Regions from separate parts of the Sus scrofa genome. Here region 1 is linked to region 2. A link is a contact called in public Hi-C data. All regions are on one chromosome and are shown on one strand. The core of a region is the stretch at or near the end of the contact, and the rest is flanking DNA. Distances in the headings are between cores, read along the strand shown.

Region 1 (3,179 bases), core at 191-2,690, 200 kb after region 2:
ATGCGTGGGGATTCATGTTGGGATGATTGTGAGAAACAGGGCAGCCAGAAACGGCTGAGGACTCTCTCCATAGGAAGATGAAAATAGTGGTGAAAATGAAAGGGTAGGAGGCCAGGGTCAAAGGAGTGGGATTTGGGAGTTTAGCATTCTGCCCAAGAGCCTGATGACGGGCTTGTCTAAAGGACTCACGCAGAGAGTTTAATAGCAAAAGTAATGAGAGCTAGAAGGTCTGCTGGAATGAGCAGGTGTCATAGATCATCGTTATTTTAAGAGCAAGAGTAAGTGTGCACGTGTGACAGGGAGAGTCCATGGAGAGAGCAGGTTAAAGATGCAGGTGAAGAGTCTAAGTATGGGATGAGGGGTTCGTCTTTTTGAAACCATAAGAAAAGGAGAGAGACACGTTATAGAACCACCTTGTGAAGATGTTGATGTTAAGAGATATCGGGTACATTTCATGAGATCTACTTGATGTATGAGGAGAACAGCAACCTTGGCCATAGCCTGGGAATGGAGGCTATGGAGTTCTCACTGGAAACGAAGGGGGTCACCCTCGAGCAGCAAGGAGTCTCAAGGTTCAGGCCGAAAATCTTCCCTCCAAGTCCTAGATTGCCAGCGGGTCCCTGCAATTCGGTGACCACGCCGGAAGAGACCCCCGCGGCCCCACTAGGTCCATTTAGGGCTTTCAGATACCTAACGGGCTAAGAGGCCGCGGTAATGCAGAGTGTCAACCAGCACCCACCAGGCGGCCCGGGCGCCCAGCCTAGCGCTGGTGTCCCGACCTGCACCCTAGCAGTCCCCCACGCCTCACTTCTGGCGCCCCTGGGCTTGTCTTTTAAGAACAGGTGCCAGATGCCCCCAGCTCACCCTTCTCTTTCTTAGCTTTCTTTTTTTCCCCAAGGGAAATCTCCCCCGGAATCCTCGCCTGGGCTCCAGGTGGATGCCACCACCCCGCTTGCTTGCTGGGGGCCGTCTCCCTCGCCTACTGGGGCCCAGCTGGTTTTCCAAATCCAGGCTGCAGGATACAGGCCGCCGCCGCCTTCATCTGCAGAGTTAAGCCCTCTTCCAGATGGGGAAGAAGCCAGAGGAGGTCCATGCCCCCACCCCGCCTGCACACCCCGGTTTCCAAAGCCCCGAGGGGTGCAGCTCATCCTGGGCTCCCTGGGCCGCGGGGTGCACGTGCAGCCGGCTGCTCAGACAGTGTCCGCGCTGCCAGGGTCTGGCCGCCGGGGGTGGAGGGCTGTCTGCTCCCCGCCGCCAGTGGGCTTGGCGCAGGGCTGCGGATGCTGCGCGAGCAGTTCTCCCTTTCCAGTTCCCGGCGGCGGGTCGCGTGGGTCTCGGCAAGCCGCAGGCGCTAGGAGGACGGAGGAGGGGAGGAGCCGGAGAGCGAGGGGAAGGAGGGGGCCCGACAGCCCCGCCCCCGCCCCGCCCCGCCCCCCGCGGCCGGAGCCCGGGCTGCAGCCAGGCGCGCCGGAGCCTGAGAGCCCGCGAGCCAGCGAGCGCCGGCCGCGGCCTCCCCTGCTCGCGGTGACCCCAGCGTCCCGGCCCGCGGCCCCGCTGATTCCGGGGCCCGCGCCCCCTCCGGGGCAGGGATGCATCATGGCCACGCTGGCTTGCCGGGTGCAGTTCTTGGACGACACGGACCCTTTCAACAGCACCAACTTCCCGGAGCCCAGCCGACCGCCGCTTTTCACGTTCCGCGAGGACCTCGCGCTAGGCACCCAGCTGGCCGGGGTCCACCGGCTGCTGCGGGCGCCACACAAGGTAGGGCCCGGCGGGGCGGTCTAGGACCCCTGGACTCAGCCCCTGCTGCGGGGTGGGGGGGTCCGCTGGGGTAGGGGAGCCGCAGGCAAGCTGGGCTGGTCGCGGCGGGAGGACAAGCGCCCAAGGGCAGACCTCCCCCACCCGGTTAGGCAGAGGGGTCCCAGCACCTGCAGGCTGGTGCGGGATCTCCCCGGCCAGCAAGGAGGACTGCCTCGCGTTCCGGTCCAGAGCGGAGAGGGGGGAGGGCGGGGCCGAACAGGTGCCGCGCGGGCCGGAGGCGGGATGGAGAGGTTCCCCGCACCGCGCCGTTAGCTTGGGCCGAGGAGGCGGAGTGGGGCCAAGACCGGCCCCGAGCCGCGCTCGGAAAGAACCCGGGCCCAAGGGGCTCAGGTCCCTCGGAGGAGAGCCCTGAGCGATGCCCTGGACAAAATCTCTCAGGCCTCTGAGGCCAGTGAGGGCGGCCGCGCGGCCCTGGCGACAAAGCACGCTTCCCAGCAACACCTCTTCTTCCTCCCCTGGGAGGCACCGCGGAGGACGCGGCTCGCGCTGCGATAGTGTTCCGAGTGGCCCCCTTTTCTTAGAAGCAGGTGGCCTTGGGAAGCTTGGAGGGGCAGTCGTTTCATGCGAGGAGGGGCCGGGGCACGGAGGGGCCGCGCGCGCACAAAGCCTGAAATGAGTGTCCCCTGGGAAGAATGGATTCTTAGTCCACCGATAGAGTTTTTGTTTTTTTTTTAACCCTTTTCAGGACAGGCATCTTGCAAAGTGTGTGTTGCAAAAGAGCGCGGCATTGAAAGCTAACCATTTAGTTGCCCAGGAGAACCCTTCCTCCCACTTAAACAGGGTGACTGCACCTTAAAAAATTACTTCCCTGATACATTTTTTTTTTTTTTTTTGCTTAGGGTTCATATCAAAGCTTGTGGATGATTTACTCTTCTTTGAGGACCAACATAGATAAATATTTGGGAGAGATAACCCTTGATGCCAAGGAGAACAAAATTGATTTTTAAAAATTCTTTAGATTTCTGTATGATGTTCACCTGCCTTGGAAGTAGAGAGGGAGGTTGTGTAGAAGCCAGTGAACTTTGGCAGTGGTGTCTATTAGTAGTAGATCAGTCCCCCCAACACTACTTAATGAGTAACCCATTTTTCAGGAATGAGGAGTGGGGCAATTCTGTCTCCTTCTGTCTGTGTTGCTGCAGGATGGATTCAGTTACTGTTCCTGGAAACCTCTCTGGTCACGAAAACAGATTGGATTGGGAGGTGGGTGAGGGAGACAGAATGATGTATTGTGGATTCAGCTTATCAGAATCACTTCTGTGAATTTGTTGGTTCTTCTCAATCAGTGGAATTAGTTAAAAGCATCATGGTTCTTCAGCATCACGGTTGTTTCATTCATTATGGTCTCTGATTACAGTGAT
Region 2 (3,439 bases), core at 415-2,914:
TACCAATCCTTACACTCTTTTCAAAAAAAAAAAAGTATATATACACCTGTTGCTGATTTTCATATCTAGCAAGGCAAAAAAGCAAATACAATACCTGCCTTCTCAAAGTTCACAGCTATTTTCCAGACATTTATATTTGTGTTTCTCAAACCTTTTTGGCTACTTATAGGTGAATTCCTCCATGAGAGCCAATACACATACACTTACATATGAAGTGAAAAACAGAGCTCTACGTCAACTTCTTCTAATGGATCAATCACAAGCAAACACACAAGAAAATGAGTTTGTCTCCATTCTACATAGCCAACGCCACATTTTGGCTCTCATATTAATTTATCATATGGCTTTCTTACGGATCAGTACTTAAACATTTATTTTGATGAAGAACATGTTGTTAAAACCCTTAATTAATAAATAACCATCATATCTGATACATCAGGGTGTTTGAAACAACAATTGAAAGAGCCCACTACCTATACCTAATTAAGAATTAAGGTACAAATCCAGACTAAGCAGACGAAATATTTTAATTTTCAGTCGCGCTATCATACAATCAGTTCTTGGATAAATTGGCTCTGCAGTCATAGCAAAATGATTCTTCTAGATATTTTAGTGACAGCAAGACTACTGCTCGAAAAGTTAACTTCATTTACAGAAACACTATCGAATGCTTTGTAAAATAAAGACACTGCCCCAGAGGCGTATAATCATAGAGCAAGAAAGGACCTTACCTCACTTAATCTAACTCCCTCATTTTCAGGCACTTGCAATTCAGAAATAAAGAAATTTCCCTAATTCAGGTCCTCTAAAATCTACAAATTCAGGATTTTTTCCATTGCATCACGCATCTTATTTTAGGTTTCCCAGCTCTAAACTCTGACTCCTCTATTAATTTTATAAGATTGAGATGATGTGTCACAGAAATAGGTATTTCCCAACCGCATACAGATCTTTTCCTGTGCACATTTCCCAATTTCCCCCCATCCTCCATTATAATGTACACAATTAAAAAACAAAACACCTGACTGCAATTAGGTGCAGAGTCCTGAGCCCCTGGCTACTGTCTCCGCGTTAAATCAACAGAAGTATCGGTTCTTTATTCCTTATTCAACAGCCTACTAAGCGCCGACTTTGCAGGAAGAGCAGCGCACAACACTTCTCCCCGCCCGCAGACCACGGACACCAGGGAGCCCCGGGCGCTCGGTAGTGGGGGTTCGGGGCGGCGGTGAGGTGGGGTCGCTGGGGTAATGGGGGCCTCAAGGAGCAGGGCGCAGGGTTTGGGGGACCTCAGGGACCCGGCCGGGTGGGAGGGAGCGGCAGAAAGGCGAGGCCGTCTTACCTTTCCGCAGCTCCCGCTCCCACACGGTGACGATGGGCCGCGAGTGCTTGCGGTGGTGGATCAGCCACAGGGACAAGGTCTGCACGCTCTGCTGCGAGTTGCTCAACTCCGACAGCTTCTTCTCCAGCGCCGCCTCAGAGAAGGCGGACATCCCTCCGACACCTCGTTCACGCCGTCCCACGCGGTGGGGCTGAGGGGTGGAGAGTTTCGCCGCCCCAGCCGCGGCCTCGCCCCCTCACCCCACCCTTGCCCACGCCCTCAACACTGGGGCCGCCACATCCAAGACCCGCCGGGAACCAGCAAGATGGCGTCTAGCCGGCAGTGATGTCACGGACGACCCACGCCCCGCCCTCTGAACAGAAGCGGCCAAGAGGTGGGACCTCCAAGCGGAAGGGGCGGGGCTGAGCCTAGAGATAGAGAGGCAGTGGGGCGGTACTGCCGAGGTCAAGGCCGGAGAAGGGGCGGGTGTGCCAGGCCTTGAACTCTCCTGCTGGGAGAAAGTATTTCTATCAAGGGGTCTTTAAAAACCTCTACATAGGTGTGTAAATTTGGTATAGCCACTTTGGAAAAGTATTTGGGGTGATATATTACATTTTAAAATATACCTTTCTGGTGACCTTGAGATTTCACTAAGTGCTGTCAGTGCTAGGGAACCCCAGCATGTTTGCCCATGCAGCTGTATGCTAGCTTTATGGTCCAGCTCAGTAACAGCAAAGAGCTGGGACTTTCGCAGCAACTAAATGGCTAAATTAACTGTGATACTTCATATTACAAAATACATGCAGCAGCTTAAAATATTCATAAATCCAATGGTGAATTGGGTTTTTTTTTAAGTTGTAAAAGGAAAACTACAGTATAACATTGTTTTATAAAAGTATACATTTTATATTAATTCATAAGTATGTAAATGCATGGCAAAAGGTCTGGAAAAATACGCATAACATAAATAGTTGTGTGGAGGATTAGAACTGGAACCCTTAAGCTGTGTCTGTATTGTTTTTATTTTTTACAAGAACATATTTATGTATTGTGTAATTTAAAATAGATTTCAGAAATCTCATAACCCAGCACATTTTGACCTTGTACTTGTGTTAACTATGATAAATCACAAAGGACACAGAAAGATGGATACTGTTGTACTCTAATATTAATATAAGAAACTTCAAGATAGGTACACAAGGAATCACAGGAGTTCCTAAACCATCTTTTGAGAAGCACTGTTCCAGAACTTTCACCAAGTAGTCATCGAATATTCCTTTTTACTTGATCATAAGTATCTTCTCTTTCCTTTTTGTTTTTTAAGGGCCACACCTGCGGCATATGGAAGTTCCCAGGCTAGGGGATGAATCAGAGCCTACACCACAGCCACAGAAACACAAAATATGATCCCCATCTGCAACCTATGCCACAGCTTGCAGCACTAACCCACTGAGAGAAGCCGGGGATTGAACCCGCATCCTCATGGATACTAGTCAGGTTCTTAACCCGCTGAGCCAGAATGGGAACTCCAGGTTTTCCTTTCTTAAATTTCACATTAGGCTGTAATGTTCCTAACAAAACAGAAGCAGGCCTCTCAGGATATAAACAATACTCAAAGGCCATTCTGACATTGTAGTAGAATAAGTGAGTCAAGAGTCAAGGCCACCTTGAAACCATGAAAACTACCAATATTCTCTTTTAACTACATCAGTGATTACAGCTGTTTTACCAGTGATAGCTCTAACCCAATCTCAATCCTTTGGCATTCCAGATAAAAATTACCAAAGACCTACCCAATCGCCAAACTGTCTCTCCTTCCTGAACAGAACCCAATCCAGAACAGACTCCTGCTTTCCATAAAGCCTGTTTAGAATCACTAGAATCACCCAGCACAGGCTCTTGTATTAAACTCTTTGAATTCCCGTGTTTTTTTTTTTTTTTTTTTTTTTTTTTTGGCATTTTAAGGCCAAATCTGCAGCACATAAAATTTCTTGGGCTAGCAGTCAAATCAGAGCTGCAGCTGCCAGCCTATACCAGAGCCATAGCCACACAGGATCCGAGGTGCATCTGCAACCTACACCACAGCTCACGGCAATGCCAGATCCTTAACCCCCTAGGTGA

The links. Hi-C and Micro-C count contacts between places; a contact is called where the count stands out from the background.
Region 1: a contact with region 2 is called in a Hi-C map of skeletal muscle, with 2.8 times the contacts expected there. The contact joins the promoter of FHOD3 here to the promoter of RPRD1A in region 2. A contact is called at or near these places in 8 of 47 Hi-C or Micro-C datasets (alveolar macrophages, embryonic fibroblasts, mesenteric adipose tissue and 4 more).

What each region holds. Positions count from the first base shown.
Region 1 is chr6:120,035,384-120,038,562 of Sscrofa11.1, forward strand. FHOD3 (FH1/FH2 domain-containing protein 3) reads left to right here and starts at 1,441. Exons shown (of 27, transcript XM_021096278.1): 1 at 1,441-1,761. The coding sequence starts at 1,597.
Region 2 is chr6:119,832,358-119,835,796 of Sscrofa11.1, forward strand. RPRD1A (regulation of nuclear pre-mRNA domain-containing protein 1A) reads right to left here and starts at 1,665. Exons shown (of 7, transcript XM_003356411.5): 1 at 1,340-1,665. The coding sequence starts at 1,490.